Linked DNA regions of Ovis aries: region 2 is linked to region 1. Evidence: chromatin contacts called from public Hi-C data. All regions are on one chromosome and are shown on one strand. Each heading gives the region's core, a stretch centred on a gene start, on an enhancer-like site or on the middle of the called end of the contact. The rest is flanking DNA. Distances are from core to core; before and after follow the strand shown. Region 1 overlaps ANKRD46 (ankyrin repeat domain 46). Region 2 holds the start of FBXO43 (F-box protein 43).

The links. Hi-C and Micro-C count contacts between places; a contact is called where the count stands out from the background.
Region 2: a contact with region 1 is called in a Hi-C map of mixed tissues, with 5 times the contacts expected there. The contact joins the promoter of FBXO43 here to the enhancer-like site in region 1. A contact is called at or near these places in 12 of 16 Hi-C or Micro-C datasets (blood, hypothalamus, liver and 5 more).

Annotation. Positions count from the first base shown.
Region 1 is chr9:76,749,060-76,755,425 of ARS-UI_Ramb_v3.0, forward strand. All of the region lies in intron 2 of ANKRD46 (ankyrin repeat domain 46), which reads left to right. Among named protein-coding and RNA genes, the nearest start is that of ANKRD46, 30 kb to the left of the region's middle. Within about 2 kb of position 4,917, at least 11 of the 54 cell types and tissues checked have an H3K27ac peak or open chromatin away from gene starts, as enhancers often do.
Region 2 is chr9:77,159,326-77,165,126 of ARS-UI_Ramb_v3.0, forward strand. It overlaps FBXO43 (F-box protein 43), which reads left to right and starts at 4,296. Exons shown (of 4, transcript XM_042254579.2): 1 at 4,296-5,772. The coding sequence starts at 4,307.

The sequences.
Region 1 (6,366 bases), core at 3,667-6,166:
GTTTCTAACATAATAAATATTTATAAACATAAATTCTTTGTTCCCTAAGAATATCACCTAAGTAATACCCAATTAGCCCACTTTTAATTAATATCAATATATGAGCTTAAGCACAATGTACTGGCCTTTCTTAAAGTGGCATTCTCTAATTCACACATTTGAAATTAACCTCCCCTTTACTGCAATAAAATATTTTAAATAATGAAGTAATTGATAATTTGGTGTTGAAGAAATCACAAAATTAGAAAATTTTAGACAGTTAAATTCGACTCGGGAATACCATAAAATGTGTATGCTCCACAAATAAGACTGGAATTGGTTGCCATGCCCTCCTCCAGGGGATCTTCCCAACCCAGGGAAGTGATCAAACCCGAGTCTCCTGCATTGCAGGCAGACTGAAAAGCAGAGACATCACTTTGCCAACAAAGGTCTGCATAGTCAAAGCTATGGTTTTTCCAGTAGTCATGTACAGATGTGAGAGTTGGACCATAAAGAAGGCCACGCACCGAAGAATTGATGCTTTTGATTTGTGGTGTTGGAGAAGACTCTTGAGAGTCCCTTGGACTGCAAGAAGATTAAACCAGTCAATTCTAAAGGAAATCAACCTTGAATATTCATTGGAAGGACTGATGGTGAGCCTGGAGCTCCAATACTGTGGCCATCTGATGGGAAGAGCCGACTCATTGGAAAAGACCCTGATGCTAGGAAAGATTGAGGGCAGGAGAAGGGGGCAGCATAGGATGAGATGGTTAGGTAGCATCACTGACTCAATGGAGATGAATTTGAGCAGACTCTGAGAGAGAGTAAAGGTCAGCAGGGCCTGGCAGGCTATAGCCCAAAGAATCGTACCCGACTTAGCGACTGAACAACAACAGCAAAAGGATCCTAAACCTAACTTACTTTAAGATGAACTGTAAATAAGAATCTTGGAAGTTTTATAGTGAGCAAAGCAAGCATTGCATTCAGATTGCTATCACAGTAACACCATTCGCCAGGAAGAAATGGAGCTGGTTCCACAGCCTTTCATTACAGTCAGGGTCATCTGTGTCACATGTTTAAATACATCGCCTGAAAACTTACTGTGACAGTCAAAGTTTGTCCAGAAATGCTGTTTAAAAAGCCTCTTAGACTGTCTTCATTTTGACTGATTTACAGTGTCAGTGAGTTCGAACCTGGGTAATAATTGGAAGACTATAGGGCGGATTCTTTTTTAATATGCTAGGAAATTCAATAATAAAATTATGGTACATGCAAACAATAGAATATAACCATTAAAAATAATTTAGAAGACTGGTAACATGGAAGCATGTTCATAATATAAATTTAAAAGTTTAACATTAGTATGTATCAGTTCAGTTCAGTCACTCAGTCATGTCCGACTCTTTGCAAGCCCATGAATCGCAGCACGCCAGGCCTCCCTATCCATCACCAACTCCCAGAGTTCACTCAGACTCATGTCTATCGAGTCCGTGATGCCATCCAGCCATCTCATCCTGGGTCGTCCCCTTCTCCTCCTGCCCCCAATCCCCCCCAGCATCAGAGTCTTTTCCAATGAGTCAACTCTTCGCATGAGGTGGCCAAAGTACTGGAGCTTCAGCTTTAGCATCATTCCTTCCAAAGAAGTCCCAGGGTTGATCTCCTTCAGAATGGACTGGTTGGATCTCCTTGCAGTCCAAGGGACCCTCAAGAGTCTTCTCCAACACCACAGTTCAAACACATCAATTCTTTGGCGTTCAGCCTTCTTCACAGTCCAACTCTCACATCCATACATGACCACAGGAAAAGCCATAGCCTTGACTAGATGGACCTTAGTCGGCAAAGTAATGTCTCTGCTTTTGAATATACTATCTAGGATGGTCATAACTTTTCTTCCAAGGAGTAAGCGTCTTTTAATTTCATGGCTGCAGTCACCATCTGCAGTGGTTTTGGAGCCCAAAAAAATAAAGTCTGACACTGTTTCTACTGTTACCCCATCTATTTCCCGTGAAGTGATGGGACCAGATGCCATGATCTTTGTTTTCTGAATGTTGAGCTTTAAGCCAACTTTTTCACTCTCCTCTTTCACTTTCATCAAGAGGCTTTTTAGCTCCTCTTCACTTTCTGCCATAAAGGTGGTGTCATCTGCATACCTGAGGTTATTGATATTTCTCCCGGCAATCTTGATTCCAGCTTGTGTTTCTTCCAGTATAGCATTTCTCATGATGTACTCTGCATATAAATTAAATAAGCAGGGTGACAATATACAGCCTTGACATACTCCTTTTCCTATTTGGAACCAGTCTGTTGTTCCATGTCCAGTTCTAACTGTTGCTTCCTGACCTGCATACAGATTTCTCAAGAGGCTGGTTAGGTGGTCTGGTATTCCCATCTCTTTCAGAATTTTCCACAGTTTATTGTGATCCACACAGTCAAAGGCTTTGGCATAGTCAATAAAGCAGAAATAGATGTTTTTCTGGAACTCTCTTGCTTTTTCAGTGATCCAGCGGATGTTGGCAATTTGATCTCTGGTTCCTCTGCCTTTTCTAAAACCAGCTTGAACATCAGGGAGTTCACGGTTCACGTATTGCTGAAGTCTGGCTTGAAGAATTTTGAGCATTACTTTATTAGCATGTGAGATGAGTGCAATTGTGCAGTAGTTTGAGCATTCTTTGGCATTGCCTTTCTTTGGGATTGGAATGAAAACTGACCTTTTCCAGTCCTGTGGCCACTGCTGAGTTTTCCAAACTTGCTGGCATATTGAGTGCAGCACTTTCACAGCATCATCTTTCAGGATTTGAAATAGCTCCACTGGAATTCCATCACCTCCACTAACTTTGTTCATAGTGATGCTTTCTAAGGCCCACTTGACTTCATATTCCAGGATGTCTGGCTCTAGATTAGTGATCACATCATCATGATTATCTGGGTCATGAAGATCTTTTTTGTACAGTTCTTCCGTGTATTCTTATAGTATGAATTAAACATTCATTCATATAGAGAAAAAAAGCTGAGACTAACATCAAAATATTAATGATAGTTACTTCTAGTTGTTAGGATTATGATAACACTTTCTTCTCTTTGTTCATGTTTATTTTCTTAAGAATTTTACAATGAACTATAGAACTAGTCATAAGAAAAATGTTACTTCAAAATCCTGTTATAGTGAACTTAATTGAGTGTACATTCAGCAAAGAATTATTGGATCCCCCCATGTCTAGGTTTTAAGAAACAATGTGCCAGACACTGTGTAATCTGCCAGGATACACAGACAGGTCAGACCCGTTTTTTGGCTTCTTAGAGGCATGGTCTGTCAGGAATTTTAAAAACAGTTGTAAACAAGCAACAAAGCTTTGTATAAACCATTTTCTCCTGATTATCTTGATAACTGTATAGAAGCGGCATGGCATTTTGGAAATCTTATAGACTAAATTTGAAATCCACTCTGACACTTAATAATAAACTTAGACACATTAAATTTTCTAAGTCTTGGAAATTATCAAGACCGCTCTATTAGAGAAATACAGAGCTTCCAGGGAGGTCTCAGTGGTAAAGGATCCCCGTGCAATGCAGGAGATGCAGGTTTAATCCCTGAGTCAGGAAGAGCCCCTAGAGAAGGAAATGGCAACCCACTCCAATATTCTTGCCTGGGAAATCCCATGGACAGAGGAGCCTGCTGGGCTATAGTCCATTGGGTTGCAAAAGAGTTGGACATGACTTAGCAATTAAACAACAACATTAGAGAAATATAGCTGCTAAAGATAAATAGATGAAGAAATATATTATCTGTGTTTTGGGAAAGGGTTTAAAGACTGTTAAAATTTTTACTTGCTCACAGCTAAATTTCTTCTACGTAGGGCTTTTTATCCCCTTGTCTAATATCTGTGGATCTGTGCAATGCTTAGGTTTTAAGAAAGGTAATTTTAAAGTGCAAGCAGTTAGGATTTAATAAATTCATTGGACATTATTGTTTTATGGTTCTTTGAGATCATTTTATGTTTTAAAAACAACTGTATCCTTCTAATAGGGTAAGAATAACCAGGTGAGGTATAGTGAATCCAGATTTGGGGTTTCCATTTACTGAATGTCATTCTCAGTTTTAGTACTTTCCCTTGACATTAGAAAATGCAGGCAGTAAGATCTGATAGCATATCTCTTCAGGTATGCCATTTTTCCTTGAATTTTATTGAGCGTTTGGTACTTTGATCTCTGATCAAAGTTGCTTGTGTAGGCATAAGGCTGTCAGTCCATTTGAACCAAGAATGTAGCATTTGGTCTTGCCTTTCCCAGTGACTTTTCAAAATGAAAAATAAATCAATACATTATGTATGGTTGGTGATGTTGGATATAGAAGACCAATTTAAAGTTATGGTGTAGTAAGTATATGTTAAAATAGAAAATGTTTTCTTCACTGTTTCTTAACCATCAAGAATACTTAAAGCTGTTGAGATTGACCTAAAATTAATGTTAAATAAAACTATAAAATAAAAGAAAAAGAGTGTTAACTAGAACTTTATTATCAAGTTGGCAACTCACAAGTTTTCACCGAAACCTCCTTACTGTTTGTTATGTGGGTTTATACAAGCGTTGTTTGGCTTTAGGAGCTCTTGTTACTGAAATCTGGGTGACTGCCTTGTCCCAGAGAATGAGTGACTCCATCCTCATGAAGTTTCCTGTGCAGTATAACAGAGCATGGAGTTGGAAGATTTAAAGCTAAGCTATACCAGCCGTCTAAGACCTGACCGCCAAAGTCCTGCCTCTAACAATCCCAGGGAGTTGGCCTCCGAATCAGTCATTGAACAACCTTAGGAATCAAAACTAGGCCATGGTGAACAACCTGAGGACTTTCTGGGGCTTGACTGTTCCCAGTATTGGCTGTTTTTGTGGTTTTTCCTCTGCGAGGAGGAACCAGTTCTCTTTTTCTTTCTTCGAGGTCTTTATTCCCCACTAGAGGTCACCCAGTTGTTAGAAACTGCTTGTTAACAGGGGATCAGTGCTCTCTGCAGTCCAGAGTACAGTTGAGGACTGGTCTCAGAGCTGTGCCCAGCCTCGGGAAGGTGGTAACTTACACTTTGGGTACTTGAGTCATATAGCTATTATGTAGCTGAAGTGGGGCTCAAACCTAGGTGTTCCAGTTCCAGATACATTCTGGGTGGAGGAGCCAAGCCCTCTGAGCATCTGACTGTAGAGAAACTGCCTCTAGAGTCCTATACACTCCTGAAAGCAGCCCCTGGCAGGAGAGTCTGACTGCATCGCGTCCCTCTCCCTCCTGCATTCCCCACCTCTAAGGCCGCCTCCAGTATGCCCACATCCTTTCACAAGGTGACAGACTCAGCCTTCTCTGAGTCTCGAAAGATATCACACATTAATGCCTTTAACTTTGCTTGTGAGATGGTTCTTATGACACATTCCCTTGGTAAATACCAGGGCTTCCACCTGAGCCTTTCCACATGGTGAGTTCTACATATTCTTCCATAAATAACCTCTTACTCTTCTAGCACCCAGAGAAATGACCTCAAAGAAGACCTTTTTTTCTTCCTTTTTTTTTTTTTTTTTTCTTACATGGGGAAAACGAATACCTTCAGACTAAACAATATTTTCATCAAAATCTTTAGGCTTCCATATGACTCAGAAATTGCACTCCTGGCCATTTATCCCAGAAAAATGAAGATTTATATTCCCATAAAAAACATGTACCTGAATGTTCTAGAAGCTTTAGCATAACACCTCAAACTAGAGGTAATCAGATGTCCTTGAGTAAGTAGACAGTTAAACTGTGGTACATCCATACCATGGAATACTACTCAGCAGTTAAAAAAAAAGAAAGGAAGAAAGAAACTTTGATACAGACAACAACCCAGGTAAATCTCCAGAGAATTATGTTGAGTGGAAAAAAAAACAATCCTCAAAGTTGCATACTGTATGGCTCCATTTATGTAACATTCTTCAAATGACAGAATTTAAGGGAAGGTGGGGGCAGGAGGGGAATAGGTGTGGCTGTAAGTGGGCAAAGACCCTGGTGGGGATGGAGAGGTTCTGTGCCCGTGTCCTGACTTTATCAGTATCAGTTAATATCCTGACTGACGTGCTACAGTTTTACTCTCTGTTATCATGAGGGAAACTGACTGGATGCCACACAGGATCTCTCTGTATTATTTCTTACAGCTGAAGCCGAATGTACAATTATCTCAAAAAATTTAACTGAAAAAAATCTTTAGTCCTCTTCACCCTTCAGACGACAGTTAATATATATCCTGATTTTTATTCATTTCTATTATTTTGGGTAGAAGCTATTAATAGCTTTCTAGTGATTTATTTAGGGTCTTTGACATTTTCTTGGCAGGTTTCTAGTAAGTCTAATGCATTTATAAAATATTTAGTTTGCAATTG
Region 2 (5,801 bases), core at 3,046-5,545, 410 kb after region 1:
TGGGGTCTCCTGCATTGCAGACAGATTCTTTACCAACTGAGCTATGAGGGAAGCCCTCATTTGGCACATAGTCAAAGCTTAATAATTGTTAGTGAGTCTGATTTTTTTTTTAAATATATGGCATTTAGAATATCGAAGGGGCACCCAGATGGAGAAGTTCTGTGTTGGAGGAGAGTGGTAGGAGTGGCTGTAACTGACTTTAATGCTTTTAACTCCTAATCCGAATTATGTAAGCACAGAATGGTAAAGTAAGAAAAATGTTACGTAGGACGCCCCATTTAGGGAATAAACAGAGGAAAAGAAGACAGAAAAAAAAGAGAGAGATTAGAAAGAAACTGCTAAGAGCAGAGGATGCAGCCTGGCACATAAAATATCCCTTTTTAGATTTTTTTTTTTTTTTAAAGCATAATCTAGCCTACAGATGCTGTAACCAAGTTAGTCATACCTTTCAGATCTTATCCTGTGTGTATCTGTACTTCTAAAGGATGGCATTCGGTTTGTAACCTACTTTTCACTCTTCATTTAATCTCTGGAAACATCTTCAAGTGAACGTTCTCCTACGTTATTTTTAATAGCATCCCACAGTAGGACCTATTGGATTTCCCAGACGGCGCTAGCGGTAAAGAATCCGCCTGCCAGTGCAAGAGACATGAGATGCCAATTCGATCCCTGGGTCGGGAATCCCCATGGACAGAGGAGCCCGGTGGGCTACAGTCAGTCCGTAGGGTCGCAAAGAGTCGGACACGACTAGTGCGTGAGAAAGAGCCTACCAAATTAGAAAGCCCTAGGTGCCTCAGAGGGGCTTTCCAGGTGGCGCTAGTGGTAAAGAGGGCTTCCCTTGTGGCTGTGGTTAAGAATCTGCCCGCAACGCGGGAGACCTCAGTTCGATCCCTGGGTTGGGAAGATCCCCTGGAGAAGGGAAAGGCTACCCACTCCAGTATTCTGGCCTGGAGGATTCCATGGTCTGCATAGTCCATGGGGTTGCAAAGAGTCGGACACGACTGAGCGATTTCCACTCACTCACTCAGTGGTAAAGAACCCGCCTGCCAATGCAGGAGACTTACGAGACGCGGGTTCGATCCCTGGGTCGGGAAGATCCCCTGGAGGAGGAAATGGCAACCCACTCCAGTGTTCTCATCTGGAGAATCCCATGGATGGAGGAGCCTGAAGGGCTAGAGTCTGAGGGGTCACAGTGAGTCTGACACAACTGAAGCGGTTTAGCACGCACGCGGGTGCCTCGGTGCGGTGGGGGCGCGGAGGGCTGGAAAGCAGACGCGGAGCTCCCGGGCGCACGCAGGGCCGGGGGTCTGCGGGGTCGCGGGGCGGCGGCCGGCGGGAGGAAGGGGCGGCGCGGCGCGGCGCGGGGCGGGGCGGTTACTCAGGGCGGGCAGTTCAAACCGAAGGAGGGAAAAGGCGGCGGCCCCACGCGGAGCCGGCGTGGAGGTTGCCATAGCCGAGCATCCCTGGGGACGAGGCCGCGGCTCCTCGGCGGCGCTCGGGCGGCTGCCGCCCACACATCCCCGCCCGGCGCGTCGGCGCGGTGGGCGCGGCCGCCCCGGGGCCCCCAGGTGGGCGGGAGCGGGGACGCCAGGTGTGTGAGGGCGGCCGGCCCCTGGGCGTCCGCTGCCCCGCGCCCGCTCAGCTTCCCAGGGGCCGCGACGAGAGAGGCGCCCCGACGCGGTTCGCCTTCCTCTCGCTCCGGTTCCAGGCGACGCCGGCCCGTCCTCTTCCCGTCGGCGGCTTCCTGGGGCCCTGGGGCCGGCCTCCCTCCGCCAGCCCGGCCTGGGGAGGGTCCGCGGACCAACGAGCGGCCTGGTTGACGCCCCCGGGGAGACCGTTAACCAGCCACCCGCCGACGGCACCTCGGGCAGGACGCGACCGCGCAGCCGCTGACCCTGCGTGGTCAGAGAGCCGAATTGGGGCCGTTTCCCTCCGTCCCGAGACTAGCTGGAGCACACAGAGATATGACAATTTCTGTTGTCTGGAAAGCTGGGGGGAATTCAAAGTGATTTAGGCCTTTTAAAGCGTTAGAAAATAATCCCGATAGCACGTACTTGAGGTATCCTTCAAATCTTGGCCGGCATTGTGCTGCTACTGCACGTTTCCATTAATTGTTCAAAATTAGTTGTCTCTTTAAGTGGTATTACTTTGGCGTGAATTTTAAAGGCAAAGTGAGAAATTTCCTTTATCGGAAGCCTAGGTAACGTTGGCGTCTAAGAACTCAAGATTTTACTGATGGTAAGATGTTGCACTTTAACAAATGAAGGAAATTCGGTTTTAATTACTTTAAGTACTTCATTGAGTTAACCAGTGTTTTTGTTTTTGCCTTTTTAAAGAGCACTATAGAGATGTGTGTTCTTTATCAGGAGCTTGGTTTTAAAAATTGAATATTGAAGAGGCTTGTTTGTTTCATCAGTGAACTGTTGAATCAGTGAAACTGAGCAAGTCAACCGGCATTCCACGATTTTGCATAAATACTTTTGAAGTTTGAAAAACCACGTTTTGAGACCAGTGTCTTGGGTTGAAAATGATGAAAGATGGGGAAAAAAAAAAATGATGACACCAGAGAAAGCACGGTGGAAGCAATTTCAAATGGGTAGATGAACAAAAGGAAAATCGGAAGTTTTTTGTATGTCTAAAGCAAGTGGTCTATGGTTTTTAGCGGGGAGAGGATTTTATTTGCATCCCTGCTTTTGTTTCCATCAATTTGCCTCTCAGGTTCCCAAATTCGAGCATGGTGAGACACCTAGTGGTGAAGTAGAAGAATAGTTACATTTGTTTTAATTTTTAAAAGTTTTAAAAAGGCTCGGACCTAACTTTACCAAATGACATGAGAAAAAACTGTTACTTAATAAAGTGATTTTCGGAGAGTAGGAAACATTCGTGTGTGGAGGTGTAATTTGAAAACAAAAATTGTTTTAAAATATGAAATACAGAAAGCAAAATTTGATCATCTTGGCTGGTAAGCAGGTACAGAAGAGATCAGTGATTGTCACAATCTGAGGGAATCTAAATCAGAAGAGAACATATGTGAGATTTACCAAAATAGAATATAGGTTTTAAAAGTTGAAAAACACTTACTTTGCCCAGTAATAATGATCATTATACCACAAAGAAACAATTTGGTTTTTTGGTTAGAATAGGAACTTAGGCATAAATAACTTTCCCGTTATACTCAACTAACAATATATCTTCCCAGGATCTTTTAAATAGAGAACCATGTATTCAGTCTGGAGAAAACTTTAAAAGAATGACAGTTTTCTTCGTGTGCTTTGAATAATCTGGAGAAATAACTTTCTTATACTTTAAGATTGAATTCAAGTTCTAAAAAGGAATGCAGTGATACTGTTGAAAACGTTAAAGAGTTTCCTTAAAAAGAGTTTCCTTAAAGTGTTTCCTTAAAAAAAGTGAAATGTTTCCTAGTGTCCTTCCTTACAAATATAATACTGAATCACACTTCTTCTCTAAGTTATGTACTTAAATTCTTTATTTTCAATTTAAGAATATTATAAAGGGTGGGTTCCTGAGTAGAAAATATTTACCAGATGAGACACGAATGAGTATAACTTTCCAGGTTTGAGATGGCCTGTGGAGCTTTGGTTCATTTTGGTTAGCTCAAGAATATGTTACTAATTTATCAGTGAGCCAAAGAGCCTTTGCAAAGGTGAAAGCCTTGGAATTCAGACCTTGTGAATGGTCAGAAAGACCAGGTTTCTGAGACAAGCCCATGTTACAAGTATGAGTAACATTATCCTAGAGTTGCTTTGCTGAATTGCTGTTTTATAGTGGCTGCACTCACTTGACCAGTGGTCAAAATCAGCATATAGTTTTTTTTAAGCATCTTTATTTACATTATAGAACTCAGAAAGGAAATATCCACTTGACTAAATATAGGCCAGCACAAATAAGTTAGAATGTTGGAACTACAATAATGTACTTTAGCACTGTAAAAATTATAAGGTAATACAATCATCTAAAAATTATGCCATGATATATTTTTTTCCTCAAGCGTAGTTAATGAAAATATCTGTGCACAGTGCCTAGACTATCCTTAGTCAGGTAATCTGTGAACATTTATATCCTAGAAATTTTGGTTTTTATGATGTTGAAACACTGTCGTAAGTAAGATACACAGGAGTATGTAGCAGAGGAGATTTGTTTTTTTAAAGTAACTTTTTTCTATTGCCATACAATTTTCCATAATCATCTGTGCTCATAACAAGTATTTTGGTATTAGCTGTCAGGCTATTAATTTCAAAGGAAGAATAAAATTTGTTTTCACTTTGTAGAAACAGAGATTTTGAAGATGTCAGAAAGGCATTCAGGTGAAGCTGGCACTGGAGCAGGAAATGAGGTGGACTCTCCTATTGTCAGGCTCAAGTCCTCCAGCTTTGGAGACCTTTGTTCCACATCTTCTTTTCAAGATAGTGGCTACAGTGAGCTGTTAAAATCGTGCAGCTTTGATAACACAGATAAAGAATTATTTGGAAAGAAAGAAAGAGGCTCAACATTGATCCACGAATATCCTGAAACTTCAAGTTTGGCCTTAACCCATAGTTTAGAGTCTCCCACTCAAAGAAAGAGATTTGTCTTCCTCAGGAAGGAAAATGATAAAACCCCAGACCTTTGTGAAACTCCTAAAGTCAGTGGAAAGAAACATTTGCTGCGCAGAAGATTGGACATATCTTTCTCTCTTCTAGACAGGGATGTTGAATCACAAAGCAGTTCCCTCGAAAGCAGTACAAGCCAAGTTCCCAATTTAGAGAAAAATATTCCAAGCAGTGCTTCAGGTTTTCCAAGGCAAGATACTTTTAGTTCTTCAGTTACTAGCACTTTGAGAACAGAAGAAGTAACTTCCAGCAGTCAAAAATTGAGACTTAATTTTTCTCAACAGAAGACTTCCACAGTGGATGATTCCAAAGATGACTGTGGCCTATTTGAAGTTGAATGTATATCTCCGATTCAGGGCAGTAATTTTAAAGACTCTATCACACATGACTTCAGTGACAGCAGTCTATGTATTAATAATGAGAATACATATCCTGAACTTCTGGGCTCTTCTGTTGGTGGAACAAGCTGTAGAACAGATGAGGACATATTTGTGACTCCAATCAGTAATCTTTTACCAAGTGTTAAATTTAATGCAAGTCGAAGATTTTCTCCTTCAGCTGGAGTGAGACGCAATATTTCGACCCCTGAAGACAGTGGTTTCAACTCACTTTGCTTGGATAAATCAGAAGATCCCCTATCTGAGCAAGAGGGCTCTTTCCAAGAACTACTTCAGAAACATAAGGGAACTCTCAAAGTCGGGGACACCATAAAAAAGTCAAGGCGTCTTGGAAGATTGAGAAGACTGTCCACCCTTCGGGAGCAAGGCTCACAATCTGAGACAGAAGAAGAAAACCAAACCTACCTCTCTAGCTCTGAATCAACACCAGCGACCGCTTCAGACATTTCAGAGAGCCAACTGAGCAGTGACAATAAGAGTGAAGATTTAAGCTTTAAGAATTTATCAAAGACCCCAGCCTTGCAATTAGTGCATGAGCTTTTTATGAAAAGCAAAAGGAAAAGATTCCAGCAAAACGGTGCACATGAATTGTTAGAAGAAAGGGACGGGGGGAAAATAGCTGTACTACAGCGTGTACTTGCAGGACTGATTGGCAAGAAAATGGGTATAGAAAAGCTGGACATCTTAACAGAATTAAAGTACAGAAATCTAAAGCATGTTCTTGCTATGGTTTTAGATTCCTTGACTGCAGAAAGCCTATGTAGGTAAGATTTTTTTTTTTCTGGAATAAAAC